Linked DNA regions of Mus musculus: all the other regions are linked to region 1. Evidence: chromatin contacts called from public HiChIP or PLAC-seq and promoter capture Hi-C data. All regions are on one chromosome and are shown on one strand. The core of a region is the stretch at or near the end of the contact, and the rest is flanking DNA. Distances in the headings are between cores, read along the strand shown.

The links. Promoter capture Hi-C pulls out the DNA fragments that hold promoters and counts their contacts. HiChIP or PLAC-seq counts read pairs in DNA pulled down with a chosen protein or histone mark.
Region 2: a contact with region 1 is called in a promoter capture Hi-C map of frontonasal cranial neural crest, with 2.7 times the contacts expected there. The contact joins the promoter of Fgf3 here to the enhancer-like site in region 1. A contact is called at or near these places in 5 of 39 promoter capture datasets (the 3T3-L1 cell line, the HPC-7 cell line, HPC-7-derived erythroid cells and 2 more), 1 of 115 datasets of contacts at active chromatin or transcription factors (stem cell-derived neural progenitor cells) and 2 of 9 other capture datasets (adipose tissue and macrophages).
Region 3: an H3K27ac HiChIP or PLAC-seq map of embryonic stem cells shows a contact between it and region 1, with 4 times the contacts expected there. The contact joins two enhancer-like sites. A contact is called at or near these places in 1 of 39 promoter capture datasets (hippocampal neurons), 2 of 484 Hi-C or Micro-C datasets (bone marrow-derived macrophages and embryonic fibroblasts), 8 of 115 datasets of contacts at active chromatin or transcription factors (embryonic basal ganglia, embryonic forebrain, embryonic hindbrain and 3 more) and 2 of 9 other capture datasets (liver and pancreatic islet).

Annotation. Positions count from the first base shown.
Region 1 is chr7:144,626,129-144,630,497 of GRCm38.p6, forward strand. All of the region lies in intron 12 of Ano1 (anoctamin 1, calcium activated chloride channel), which reads right to left. Among named protein-coding and RNA genes, the nearest start is that of Fadd, 46 kb to the left of the region's middle. Within about 2 kb of position 2,418, at least 45 of the 459 cell types and tissues checked have an H3K27ac peak or open chromatin away from gene starts, as enhancers often do.
Region 2 is chr7:144,836,029-144,840,397 of GRCm38.p6, forward strand. Fgf3 (fibroblast growth factor 3) reads left to right here and starts at 2,584. Exons shown (of 3, transcript NM_008007.2): 1 at 2,584-2,899. The coding sequence starts at 2,680. RefSeq lists a promoter at 907-2,592 and an enhancer at 1,723-1,761.
Region 3 is chr7:144,779,658-144,784,026 of GRCm38.p6, forward strand. No RefSeq gene overlaps it. Among named protein-coding and RNA genes, the nearest start is that of Gm34964, 7.0 kb to the right of the region's middle. Within about 2 kb of position 1,829, at least 24 of the 459 cell types and tissues checked have an H3K27ac peak or open chromatin away from gene starts, as enhancers often do.

The DNA.
Region 1 (4,369 bases), core at 1,168-3,667:
GAAACATTTAATATTAAAGTGGAAATTGCTGGTTTCTTTCATGTGAGCTAGAGGCCAGTACTGGCACTAGGGCGCTGGAGCTGGGCCTTCTGCACTTGGCCACAGGCCACATGGCACACATCAGCCGGGCTCTGTGCTGAGATGGAACAGAGGGTGAGACCATGCTCAGATGAGGCTGCAGGAAGGGGTCAAGGAGGCTCAGACAGAGGCAGGGTCAGACCTCAATGTTAGGCATCAGAGCAAGGGAGCAAAGTTCTTTCCACATGGGCTGAGCAAAGCCCAGAGGGGAGCCAACCACTCATCTTCCTAGGACTCCTATGGTCTTGATGGTGCTTGTTCTGGTGCTAACATCCCGCACCACACATACCATCACATACCAGCATCCTCCCACATGGACTCCCAGGGCCACTGCTGCTTGAATAATACACCTCACTTCATAGATACAAACTGAGACACAGATGCACTGGCGCCTCCTCTATAAATGGTGAGACCTGTACCCTGATCCTGTGACAGCAACATGGCTTGTGGAGGGGAAAAACTTCTTTATCCACACCGGGGCTGAGCCATGCATGGAATCCAAAATAGCAGGATCACCACCTTGGCTTGGAGTGCAGAGGCAAGTACAGCACAGGACAGACAGTGAGGAGGAGTCAAGCCAGGGCCGGAACAGCACGGAACCATAGTCCTGCTTCCTTCCTTAAGCATTTGTTTTGGCTACAGTGTGTTACACAATTGTCTTCACTTGGAGGATCCTGCACTGGATGGTAAGCGAGTCTCGGACCTGCCTGTATCAGACCGGGATGTGAGCTCTGTATGCTCCCAGAAGCCCTCTGGAGGGCCTGCTCTTATCATCCAGCTCTTCTGAAGGACACTTCCTATATCAGTCAGCACGACCTAGGTCAGGGATGGAAATGATGAAACGGTTCTATGTGGCCCCAAATATGAAAACATCTAAAACATTTATGACAAATCTTTACTTGGGCTCTGGGGATCTGAACTCAGGTCCTCATGTTTATACGAGTGCTTCTGCTGACCTGGCCACCTCCCTGTCTCCAGATTTTTTGTTTTTTGTTTTTAAATACTGGCTGAGCTCAAGGCTAGCATGAGATGATGGTATGTGCCATACCATGTGTGCATTAGTTCCCTGATAGACTTCTGTTCATGTAAATCCTGCATTTTTATGCTGTGGTCCCAACTTTCAAAGAGATGGTGTGGGAGGTGGTGCCACTGGGACCCTTGAGGGTAGAATAAGGAGCCCTTATTGAAGGGTTCCCTATTGTGTGAGGACATGGCCAGAGAGGGCACCAACACCCCAGGATCTGCTGCCCCCACAGGATCTGAATCTGGGATGTCTGGCCTTCAGGCCATGCAAAGAAATGGGGTATGCTCCCTGGATCGCTGCCTGTGATACCATTATTCCCATCAGGAGAGATGCTTGCTCGGTCAGGGCTCAGAGCTGGGTTTCCAGGGAGTTCCAGGGCCTGGGACTCCCCACTGCCTAACCTTCAGTGCAGACAATGGCATCCCTGCATTTTGATGTGGGTCACTGAGACCCAATCTACTCGCTACAGAAGTTCAGCTCACGACCCACCACTGGCCTTTTGATACCAGCCAACAGCTGCATTGTAACTTTCTCCACATCCCCTTCCAGCTTGAGGTGGTGGGGCCCAGTCTGGGACACCACCATCAAATCTCAGGCTCTAATCTGACATGTCATTCAGAAGTCCCTCCAGACCCTGCCACTGGGCAGAAAGCACCATCCTTTGTTCTGCATGAAACTGACAGACGACTGAGACCTGTGATTATTCTATAATGTCGGAAAATTGATGGTGGCAAATAGCTAAATGGGCTCAAAGTTGCTCAACGTGACATTTCATTACGAGCTTTAAGATGTCAGACATGGCAGGCAGGAGCCGTCGGAAGCCAGGATTGCTGAGCCCACGCTAGTGAGGCAAAGATTAAAGAGCATTTTTAAAGATTAAAACAGCAGTTCTGGGGGGACACTGAGCCCCACTCCTCATTGCAGCCAGCGGGGGAACAGTACCGCAGGCCTGCCATTGTGCAGAGCTGGGAACAGCTGGAGTGCAGGAAAAGAGCTCAATGGAAGGAGGGATTTGGGGAGAACTAATCCTTCCGAGGGTAATGAAAGGGTAATTGATGAGGGATTTGAGATCTCCGCTAAAGGCCCTTGACAGCTCACAGTGCAAAGGACCCAGGATGGCTTTTCCTGCTTACTTTACTACTTCCCGCAGCTCTCTCCTGTGGGCCCCTTCTTGTTTCTTTCCTTTGGACATAAGCTTCCTTTCTCTGATGCAAGGCCTCTTTCTCTCAAATGGGTGGGCGTGGAGCCAGCCAGTACTTGCTTCTCTACTTGATGGACAGGCACACAATGGAGACATGCTGGTGAGACCCCAGTCTCAGAAGAATGAAAGCTTCTAGCTGCTCTTCCTCAGGCCTGGCAGTGCTTTGAAGGTGCAGAGTAATGGGGTCTCAGAGAGAGGCCGCTGACAAACTCCCACCATCCTGGCTGGAGCAAAGAAATTCTGAAGAGACTCCTGGGCCCCTCCCTTCTGCCATCAGACTGTTCAAACAATGGAACTCAAGGAATTGGAATTTTCCCAGGAGTCTCATGCTGAGGAAGAGAAAAGCTGAAGCCTGGTGCCAGACAGAGGGGAGCTTGTCTCCCCAAGAGACCTCACACAGGTCTGAGAACTTGTCAGACCACCTTGCAGGAGAGACTGGAACTGAGACAGTGATGGGTCAGTGATGGGCAGGACCACACCCTGACCAGGACTCTTAGCTCTGCACTCCTCCTGCCCTCTGTTTAAACCTAAGCCTCGAGTCCTGACCCTAAAGACAGACTTGGGAGTCACTGGTGAACTCTTTGACCCTCATCCCAGTGTGGCTGCATTGAATGGCTCTCCTCTCTGATTTACACTGTTATTTATCCGTGTAATTGATCAATTGATGGTGGCTGAGCCAGGCTCAGGGTTACCTGGGCCCAGGCTGACTCTGACAGCACTTGGAAAAGTAGATGTTCAATGTTCAATAACAACTGGCTCATTCCTGCACCATCACACACAGGCATTTCATGAGAAGCCTCCCATTCCCAGCCTGAGAGCCATGCTGGGCAACCCCTTCCTGTGTGCCCTCACCACTGCTTAGGGCACACATCTGCTTTCCCAGGAAGGCACCTTGCAGGGGCTAGGAGAGCATTTGAATGTCAAGGTATGAACAGAGAGGAAAATGGGCAAATGGCCCCTGTCCCCAGAGAACAGGCATGAGTGTTCTTAGAGGTAGGCAGTCAGGCAGACAGGCAGGCAAGCAGGCTGGAGAGCTGCCCTCTGTTTCAACCTGTGTGATGTCTGGCAAACCACTTAACCTTTCTGTGTTTCAGATCCCTCATTAGAGAATATACCCAAGATGTCTGCAGGTACAGGGCAGCCCACCAACCTTGTTCAGCACACAGATTTAGGGTCTTGGGTGACAACACAGTAGGTCAGACACGGTATCTCTCTAAACTGCACATCAGCCCTAGAAGTTGCTCTTTGGCAAGCTCCCTGAAGGATTCTGAAATGGCAAGTCCTACCCTCACTGGGAGGAAAATGGGCAAATGGCCCTTGTCCCCAGAGAACAGGCATGAGTGTTCTTTCTAGTCATCTTCATTAGGGTGACACCAAAACATGGCAGGTGAGTGCATACACACATATGCACACACACATGTATGCATGCACACACATGTACACACACACATGCACATGTGCATGTGCACGTGCACACAACATACAGACACACACACTCAAGCATGTTCAAGCGCACATGCATGTGCACAGGTACACATGTGCATACACATGCATGCACACATGCACACTCACACGCATAGGGTCTATTCCTACTACTACATAGCTGCCAGAGGGAAGCTGAGGTAATCCCTCAGCTGCTATGCATATTGCTAGGCCAGTGAGATAGTAAGCAAGCTGGACCAATGTGACCAATCTGGCAGTGTTCTATGCTTGTACTGGGGCTTGGGGTGTCACTGTGGGGTGGCCCTAGGTGAGCAGTGTGTGCTCTAGCCTGGGGCAGCAGCAAGGAGGCAGGAATGAGAGAGTATGAGAGAAATGGTGTCAGAGGGACGGAGTCTGTACGGCCATCGCACACACCCCCTGATCCTTATACACTCGAAGCAGAAGCAAGAAGAGTAGGAGTTCAAGGTCATCCCTGGCTATAGATCAAGTTCAAAGCTAGTGTCAGCTTCACGGAACCCTGTATTTAAAAAAAAAAAAAAGTCAAAAGTAAGAAAAAAATCTTTAAGAGGCACCAGGTGCCACCTTCTTTGGAACAGGATACAGAGTAGGGACGACAGGTCTCT
Region 2 (4,369 bases), core at 1,334-3,833, 210 kb after region 1:
AGACACCCTCCACAGGTGCAGTGGTGCAACATGGGAGATGAGGAAGGACCACACCAGGGTGCAGGTGGACTTTTTCAGCCAGCCTAGGACCATGAATGGCAATGGTGTGTCTTCATACACAGTACAGGTAGGTTCTAAGTCCCATCCACACCCACATGAGGTAGAGTGAACTCTCCCCAAGTTCAACGGCTACATCCTGTGGGCTCTTCATCCCACATGTTCCAGTAGCTCTGAGTAGGGAAGAATGTCCCTGTCCCTATGGAACTTGAGCCTACATGTGCCCAAGAACAGTAGGCGCTGCTAGATAGTGACTGTATCTCTTCCCCAACATGCTTGAGAAACCTTGGGGTGGGTTCTGCCCCAGATGTAGAAATGGCAGTTTGGGCAACAGGTCAGAAGGAGGGTCTCATTGCCCACCCTCACAGTGGCATACTTCCTCCAACAAGGCCACAGCTCCTAATAGTGCTTTTCCCTGTGGCAAGCATATTCAAACCACCACAGTGCGTGTGTTTTAAAATTTATTTTTATGTGTACGGATACCTTTTGCCTGCATGTAGGTGTTTATACCAGATATGTGCCTGGTGTCTCCCTAGGCCAGAAGATAGTGTCAGATCTCCTAGAACAGGAGCTACAGACATTTGAGAGCCACCATGTGGGTCCTGGGAACTGAACCCATGTCCTCTACAAGAACAGCCAGTGCTTTTAACCAATGGGCCATCTCTCCAGTCCCTTTCTTAGATTTGTTTGTTTTTAAGACAGGATCTCAAGGCCGAGGCCAGCTTCAGATCTACTTTGTAGCCTTGACCCCAGGATTCTGCTTCCACATCTCCAGGGCTGACATGCAGCAGGCCTGTTCTAGCACACCTGGCTTCTGCACTTCTCTTGGCCAGGCACAGGAAGGTAACTGGATCCAGATGCCCTCTGGATTCATTTGTGACATCTTAGGAGCTTAGGTTGGTCTTCGAGACACAGGGCTGTCCCCTGTAAAGCAGGTTCCATCAGTGACTCCAGGGTTTTAGCAGTTCAGTGGCGTAGTTTTCAGACTGCTTAAGATTTCTCAGGGGCTAGGCGTGGGGCAGAGACCCTGCAGACCCTGGCTAGAACAGAGGCCCTGGGAGACAGTTGAGGGTGCTCAGCTGTGGAGGACATGTGCATTCAGCATGCTGAAGAGGGCCTGCTACCCTAAATGAGGTTCTCAGGGTGGAAAATGTCCCAGTGTGTGCTAGTAATAGCTTCTGTATCGTGGAGGTCCCCCCACCCCAACACTTCTCAGGATCTCACATCAACAAGGGCTTCCCGCCAGACTCCTCCCAAGAGCTCAGGATCAACTTAGGAACCAATGTTGTGACCCATGCCACAGGGTCCTGAGGCATGCCTGAGGGTAGTTGCTGGCCAGGGGACCGTTGGAAGCACAGGATGTGGGGTGGGACCTTTTCTGATACCTCAGGAAGTCCTTCTTCTTTGAGGCCCTTGGCAGATAAGGAACTGAGGTCAAGAGCTCAGGGTCCAGGGAGCTATTCCCTGAACCTGGACTCCCCCTCAGCCTGCCAGGTGGGCATGCGGGCGCCATTGTGGGATCTTCTTTCCCTTCGGTTCTGTTGCCCTCTGTATCTCCACATTCCTCCCCCTCTCCACTGCTCTCCTCCTTCTTTCTCTTCAGCCAAATCTGTCATCTGCCTCACCCACCTTTATTTCTGTCTCTGCCTAGATTTCCTGGGCTCTAAGGCTCTGTGACTCTATTGTCTCTGCTCCTATCTGTGCAGTCCCCTCTCTGGACCACCGCTGGGATAGACCACTCCCACTTAAGGTGTGCAAACTTCCTGTGCTACCTTCTGGTCAGTTAGGTAGCTTCGAGCTTAGAGTCCCTGGGCCGTTGGGCCACAAGACTGGACGCCTGAGGACCGCTCTGCGGTGTGAGAAGCGACCTGCACGAACCCAACCCCGGGCTCCCCACGCACCGCCCTCCGCAATTGCTCTGGATTAGGCGCCGCCTTTCATGAGCGTTTGTCAGCTAGACTTCCCCGCAAGTTGTTTGCGCAGACATCAGTCATCCACAGTCCCATTGTGCACCCAGGATTGATGTAAGGCGGGAGGGGGTGACAGGGCCTGGGGGCGGTTGCCTTTAGGCCTCGCTCTATAATTTTCCGAGGCATAATTGGTCTGGGGGCGGGGGCGGGGCGGGGACCTTTCAGAGGCGGGAGGGGGCTCAGGGCGCACGGCGGAGGAGCGGCGGCCCGACGGCTCTGGCCCGGGAGCTGTGCGCAGGCGACGCCCGGCCTGAGTCCCGCGCCCCCGCCAGGGACCACGGCCGCCTTTTGTTGTCAAGCGCCCTTTCTTCAGAACTGTGTTCGGCAAAGAAACACGACCCCCATTCCTGGGTGAAAATTCAAAGTCTTCTTTCTCCATCTCCCTCTCCTCTTTCTTGTCTTCTCTCCACTATCTCTTCCCCTCTCCTGCTCCACCCGTCCTTATCTCCATCTCCACCTCTCTCCACCTCTCCCTGTCTCCCCTCCTCTTCCTCCCTCCCCTGTCTCCCACCTCTTCCCGGTCCCCCTCTCCCTCCCTTCCTCTCCTAGCCACAGTCGAGCCGGCCTGGCGCGCGGGCGTGTGCTCCCAGCGCCGCGCCTTCGTGAGACCCGCGCTGGCGCAGCAGCCGCTGCGGGCGGGCGCGATGCCGGGATGGGCCTGATCTGGCTTCTGCTGCTCAGCTTGCTGGAACCCAGCTGGCCAACTACGGGGCCCGGGACGCGACTACGACGCGATGCGGGCGGCCGTGGTGGCGTTTACGAGCACCTCGGCGGGGCGCCACGGCGCCGCAAGCTCTACTGCGCTACCAAGTACCACCTCCAGCTGCACCCAAGCGGCCGCGTGAACGGCAGCCTTGAGAACAGCGCCTATAGTGAGTGTTCAGGTCCGGACAGGGAGGGGAGGGTGGCGGAAGAGACCGGAGGGCTCGGTCCCCTGCCGCCACGTCCTAGATAGAGGCAGAGCTGAGGTCAGTCCGAAGACGCCGCCGCGGTCCCAGCTACCGAACTCAGCAAGCTGCCCCGCCCGTCCCGCTCCCCCAGGAGCTGCGCGGGAGGCGACCCCGGTTCTGACACGTTTCTATTACTCAATGAAAAGCCGTTGGACAAGGATTTATCGCCCTCTTTATTGTTTTGACGACCCCGGGGTGCATGGCCAGTCCCTTTCGTTCTCTTTGCTCTCAGCCGATGCGCGGAGGACACTCCACTAGGCAGAGCTCGGTTTCCGCAACGCGGCATCTGACGACAGGCTTGTCCCGCGTCCTGCGCCCTGCAAGAGAGCGCGACAGGACAAACAGGCGTCCCCTCGTGTTCCGGATGCTGCTGACACGCACCCACAGCCCGCAGCTCGATCATACCCAGGGCCAGTTCCCGAGTATTGCAGGGTTTGGCTTCTTCAGTTGGGTACCCACGAGCGGAGCTGGACCAGGAGCGTTGCTCGCTGCGTGGGAGGGAGGCCGCGCAAAACTCACCGCGCCCGGGGCGCAGGAAGCCGAACGGGGGGCGCGGGCGGCGGGGGGGAACCGCAGCTTCCTCCTGCAAAGCCGCAGCCCCGCGGGGGCGTCCTGGGGACTAGACCCTGTCGGGCCTGGAGCGCGGGGCTCCTCATGCGCACCACTCCCCATTTGCTGGATCCCGGGAGGTCCCAGATGTAGAGGAGGGGCACATTCGCTGCCACCTAGGGGCACTCAGTCTGGTGCTCGTCTGGCGCCAGCTGTAGAGGCCTCATCCTGCACCCCTCCAAACCGTGGCTAGGGCAGAATCTCAACTGAGTCCGGTAATCTGGACCATGCTGGGTCCCAGCGGCCGCTCCCTAGAAAGGGAGTGAATCCTCGACCCACTATCCCGGGGGTCTTTGACCTCCGCTCCCCTCCCAAAAGCACTATACTGTTCACGGCAAAGGCTGGTAGAAGTTTGGTTGTTTTTGTATTTTGTTTGTTTTGTGTGCCACAGTGAGTGTGTGGAGGTCATTGAGCCACTAGCTGGAGTCTGGTCTCTACTTCCATCATGTGGGTTCCTCGATCAAACTCTGGTGATCAGTCTCTGCAACTTCTCTGTCATCTGCGCTGAGAGATTGTTAACTTTTGTACCTACTCTTAGGCCTGGGTGAGCCCTGTCACCTTTCCTCAGCACCCAGGCCCTTTTCTGTGGCAGGCTACCTCTCAGCACACATCTTTGGATCACTTGCTGCCAGTGGGGGGCTGGGCTGCAAACCCTGGCTTCCCTAAGAGTCTTGGCCACCTCCCCTTCTGGGTCTCCATCTGCTCTGGGGTTTGGATCTCCCAAACCATTATGTGTGGCTTAAGTTACTTGATGCTTGCGAGACCGAGGCATTCACAAGATTG
Region 3 (4,369 bases), core at 579-3,078, 150 kb after region 1:
GCTGGGATTAAAGGCGTGTGCTACCACCGCCCGCTATGTCCTTTCTTTTAATTTGTCTCAGTTGTTAGTTGTTTTGAGACATGCCTGACTCTATACCTCTGTGAGCTAGAACTCACTATGAAAGCCCAAGCTACCCTAAACTGGTGGCAGTCCTCCTGCCTGAGCTTCCCCGTATCAGGAGCGAGCTGCCTCTAATTCCACACTGTTCTGCAATCCCCACAGTCTGGGTGCAGTGACTTCCTGTGTTTGATTGACAGGTAATTCTTCCTCATTTGAGGGAATGGGAACTATGTTACCTCTGATTTCTCTGTCCCCAGCACCCAACACAAACCTGGCCTGTGTCCTCTGCTCAGCTGGTTTTCCCATGCTGAGGCAAATGAAGGGACATACAGGGGACACTCACACCCTGCTGTGTGATAGGACCTCTCAGCATTTCTGAAGAAGAAGGCTTTTACGACAGCAAACAATGTCTTAGTTATGGCTACCAACCACCTTTTTACTCTACCACCAGCTCTCCCATCTTCTTTCCCTTTTGCCTTGGCTACCAGGAAGCTCCCATCCTGTGTATAACCAAGGGCTGAGTTATCACCCCTGGCAGAGGAGCTATCGCTCCTCCCAGGTGGCTCTGCTCTCCTTCCTGACTTCCTTACCTGCTTTGGCTCTGCCACCTCTGGGGCAACTCCACGGGAAGGGAGGGGAAGGGAAGCCACACCCCCTCTCGTGATTGCCCACCTGGGCCTCCCCGTACCTCCAGGAGCCAGCTCCAGCCTCTGTCAAGGCCACGCAGATAAGATCAGAACAGATAAGGGCCCCATTGACCCCAGAGAAGGCAACAGGGCCTCGGGCTTTCCCCGCACTCTCCTGGCACCGGGCTTGCTTGGGAATAAAAATACCAGGTGTGGGTGGGTGTGAAACTCTGGAGAGACTTCCCAGCCTGGCACCACCTGGCCAGGACACCTCTCAGAGTTAAGGAGTGACAGGAAATTCCAGCCAGTCCCCACCCAGTGGGAGAGGTGGCCTTGGAAGCCCAAGCACGCTGGGTCCATCTATCTGCCCTTCTTTTTCAACATCTGCCAAGCCTCACTTTTTCTGTCTGTAAAGTGGGATGACCATATGCCCTGCAGCCCAGGCTCCTTGAGAGCCCACAGGAGGTGCTGTGAATGATGTGGTGTCTCTTTCTCTCTCTCACTCTCTCGCTCCCCCCAAACAACCCTGAACACTGTTCACACTGTGCCTTTCTCAACTGGTGACACTCAGTCCCTAGTGGGGGACTTCTGGGTCCAGGCTATCCAGCTTCTAGAAGAGACCATGCCAAGCTGATGGTGACAGTGAGGCGGCTTTTCTGCCAGGGAGCCCTTTGCTGGAGGGCAGTGACTTCTTACCTCCTCTGTCCCCACATAACCCCTGAGGCTTTGAAGGGCTTATTTCTCCTCAGTTCTGTTTTCTGCCTTCTGCCCTCAGGTCTTAACAGGAGGAGGAAAGCCCAAGCCTGAGTGGGCTCCCTCCTGCACCTGTCGCACGAGCCAATATTCCCACTCATACGGGAGCCCAGCTGCACTGTCCCCCAGCAATGCCCTCTACAGGTGTGGTGGTCCAGGCTCCGATGCAGAGAGGGGTACAGTTCAGATCCTGCCACCCAGCAGCTAACCCTATGGTTTTCCCTGCCCATGAATAATGCTACCCATGTCTTGTGGACCATAGGAATGGTCACAGTAACCATCCTCTACATGCAGGGAACAGATCATGGAAGCCCTGGTGTGGCCCCAGGCCTCCAGGCCTCCACTCTGTCCCTGTGTGTGGATCCAGGCCTGAGCCAAGAGAGCTGTGCACTTGCAGTTTCCAAGGATGACCTCCAGTGGGCAGTACAGACTCCCTTTCTCCCATACAGGGCTCCTTCCCTGCCCCAACCTGGAACTGGAGGATACCCCAGGGAAGGCCACCCACAGACTGGGATTTCCTTCCAGTTGGACCTCCCAGCTGCCGTCCACTGCTGAGGTTGCCTCACTGGTGGGACACCGGCGGACACCGGCGAGGTGATGAGGAACCAGGCTGGGTGGAGCCTGGAGCACAGAGGGCCTAACAAGTGGTCAAGGGAGGGAAACAGGGAGCCTTTCCTATTCAGTCCTGCCTAGAGCAGATGTGTGGCACCATGGAGGCACTAGAAAGGGGGTGGGGTGGCCTTGAAAGGAGGCCAAGATATCTGCTGTGCTCTCACTAAAGCTTGGAGCCTGTTTGAGCATGAGCTTCCCCTTCTGTACGGGACTTGGGGAGAGTCCAGAGGCTCTAGGTACCCCCAGCTGATTAGGGCATCTGCTGCTGGCCTTGAGATGCTGGGATCTACCCAGGAGGCTCATCTGGAGATGTGGTACAGGACTCAGCCAGCAACCACACAATGGCTCAGTCCACTGTAGCCCAGTCGTTTCTGTTACTATACAGGCCCATAGCAGGAAGGGCCAGACAGGGGTGTTGCAGTGACCATGGTCACTGATGGAGACACAGCCATCTCCCCGCTGTCCCCACAGCTCATGGGGCTGTGGATTGCAATGCAAGCCAGGCCTGCTTCATGATATACGTGGTGTGAGCTCCCTACCAGTGTGAGCTCCATCAGGTGTTAGCTACTACTGGCAAGAGACACAGCTGTGATGCCCACCCCAGGACTGGCCTGGCCTCAGTTTCCTATCTGGGAAGTATGAACTGGTGTCAGCCAGACTCTCTCTTCAGCAAGGTCCTGTTCTACTCTAGAGTTTGCAAGGACTCCCCAGTGCCCCATGGTGAGTGAGCTGGGCCTGGGGCTTCATAAAACCCCCTTGTCCTTCATGAACACACAGAGCATGCTCAGTGAAAATAGCTAGGGTTCTAGGAGGACATGGAGCTGGGATGCCAGCTGTTTGGACTCTGATCCAGGCTAAGGGCTGAGGAGGAAGGTGCTAGCCACACCCCAGAGCTAAGCCAGCACAATGCAGCTGGAAGCTTGCCTGGGTGTGTGCTGTGCCTACACATTCTGAGGAGGACTATCTCTTCCTCTGTTACCTATTGAGCACCGACTGTGTGCCAGGTATCATTGAGGATGATTAAGACCCAGGCTTAGCACTCACACAGGGTCCTAGCCCAGTCCATAGGGCCACTCTGCTATGCTCCCAGTGGGAGATATGACTCAAAATAGCAGTAAAAAGTCCAAGTGGTGACAGTATCTCTAGAAGGTATCAGGGCCCACCATCCAATCACCACAGGGTCCCACAGGGCTGTCTCTCTCTGCTCCTAAGTACAGCTACCTTCTCCTCCAGGTGCCATGTCAGAAGAAGGCTCAGCTACCAACCCTCTGCCAGAGCAGGGACATTGGGTGCCCTTCTAGGAGTTCCCTACCTTGCTTTGCCACCCCTTAAAGCTAACTATTCTAGGTATCTTGGACTGTCTGGTTTTATGTCAACTTGACACAAAGTAGAGTCATCTGAAAGGAGGGAACCTCAATTGAGAAGATGCCACCATAAGATCTGGCTGTAAGGCATTTTCTCAATTAGTGATAAAGTGGGAAGGGCTCCGCCCATTGTGGGTGGGGCCACCCTTGGGCAGGTGGTCTTGATTTTACCAGAAGGCAGGCTGAGCAAGCCAGGAGGAGCAAGGCAGTAAGCAGCACCCCTCCATGGTCTCTCATCAGCTCCTACCTCCAGGTTCCTGCCCTGTTTGGGCTCTTGTCCTACCTTCCTCAATGATGAACTATGGTATAGAAGTGTGAGCCGAATAAACTCTTTTCTCCCCAATTTACTTTGTTTATGGTGTTTCATCATAGCAATAGTAATCCTGACTAGGACATAACTATACCGCAGCTGCCCCTGGTCCAGAACCCTGCATCTCCCTGTCTCACTGTGTTCAGCTGGGTTAACATGTCTTCCCGCTGCAGCCGCAGTGACTCCTGGAGGCAGCTGCAGTCGCAAACACAGTTCTCCATCACAACCTGTCAACCCTGCTCCCTGGCTCTGCAACCTCTTGTCCTCCCTGCATCTCTCTACCTTCCTTCATGCTGCCCCAGCTCCAAGTGTAACAGAGAATCAAGGTCTCCCACTGCTCTGGCCTTCGGGTGTGACCTTCTCTCCCAGAGGCCTCTGGTGATGTGGAGGGGACAGCTTCATCTCCCTTCTTCCCAGGCAACCCCTGGGGGTGCTAGAGGAGCCAAGTGATGGACCTGAATGGCCCTAAGATGGTGCCAGTGCCATGGGGCTGAGCACCATTCCCATCCACACCTAACCCCTGGGCTCTCCTTCTTCTGGTCCTAGGGAAGGCACAGCCACTGATTGGCTTCTGCTGGCCAGGAGTGAGCAGACTGGAGGAGGCACAGGCTCTCCCAGACAGTGAGGAGGCTCAGTAGCTCTCC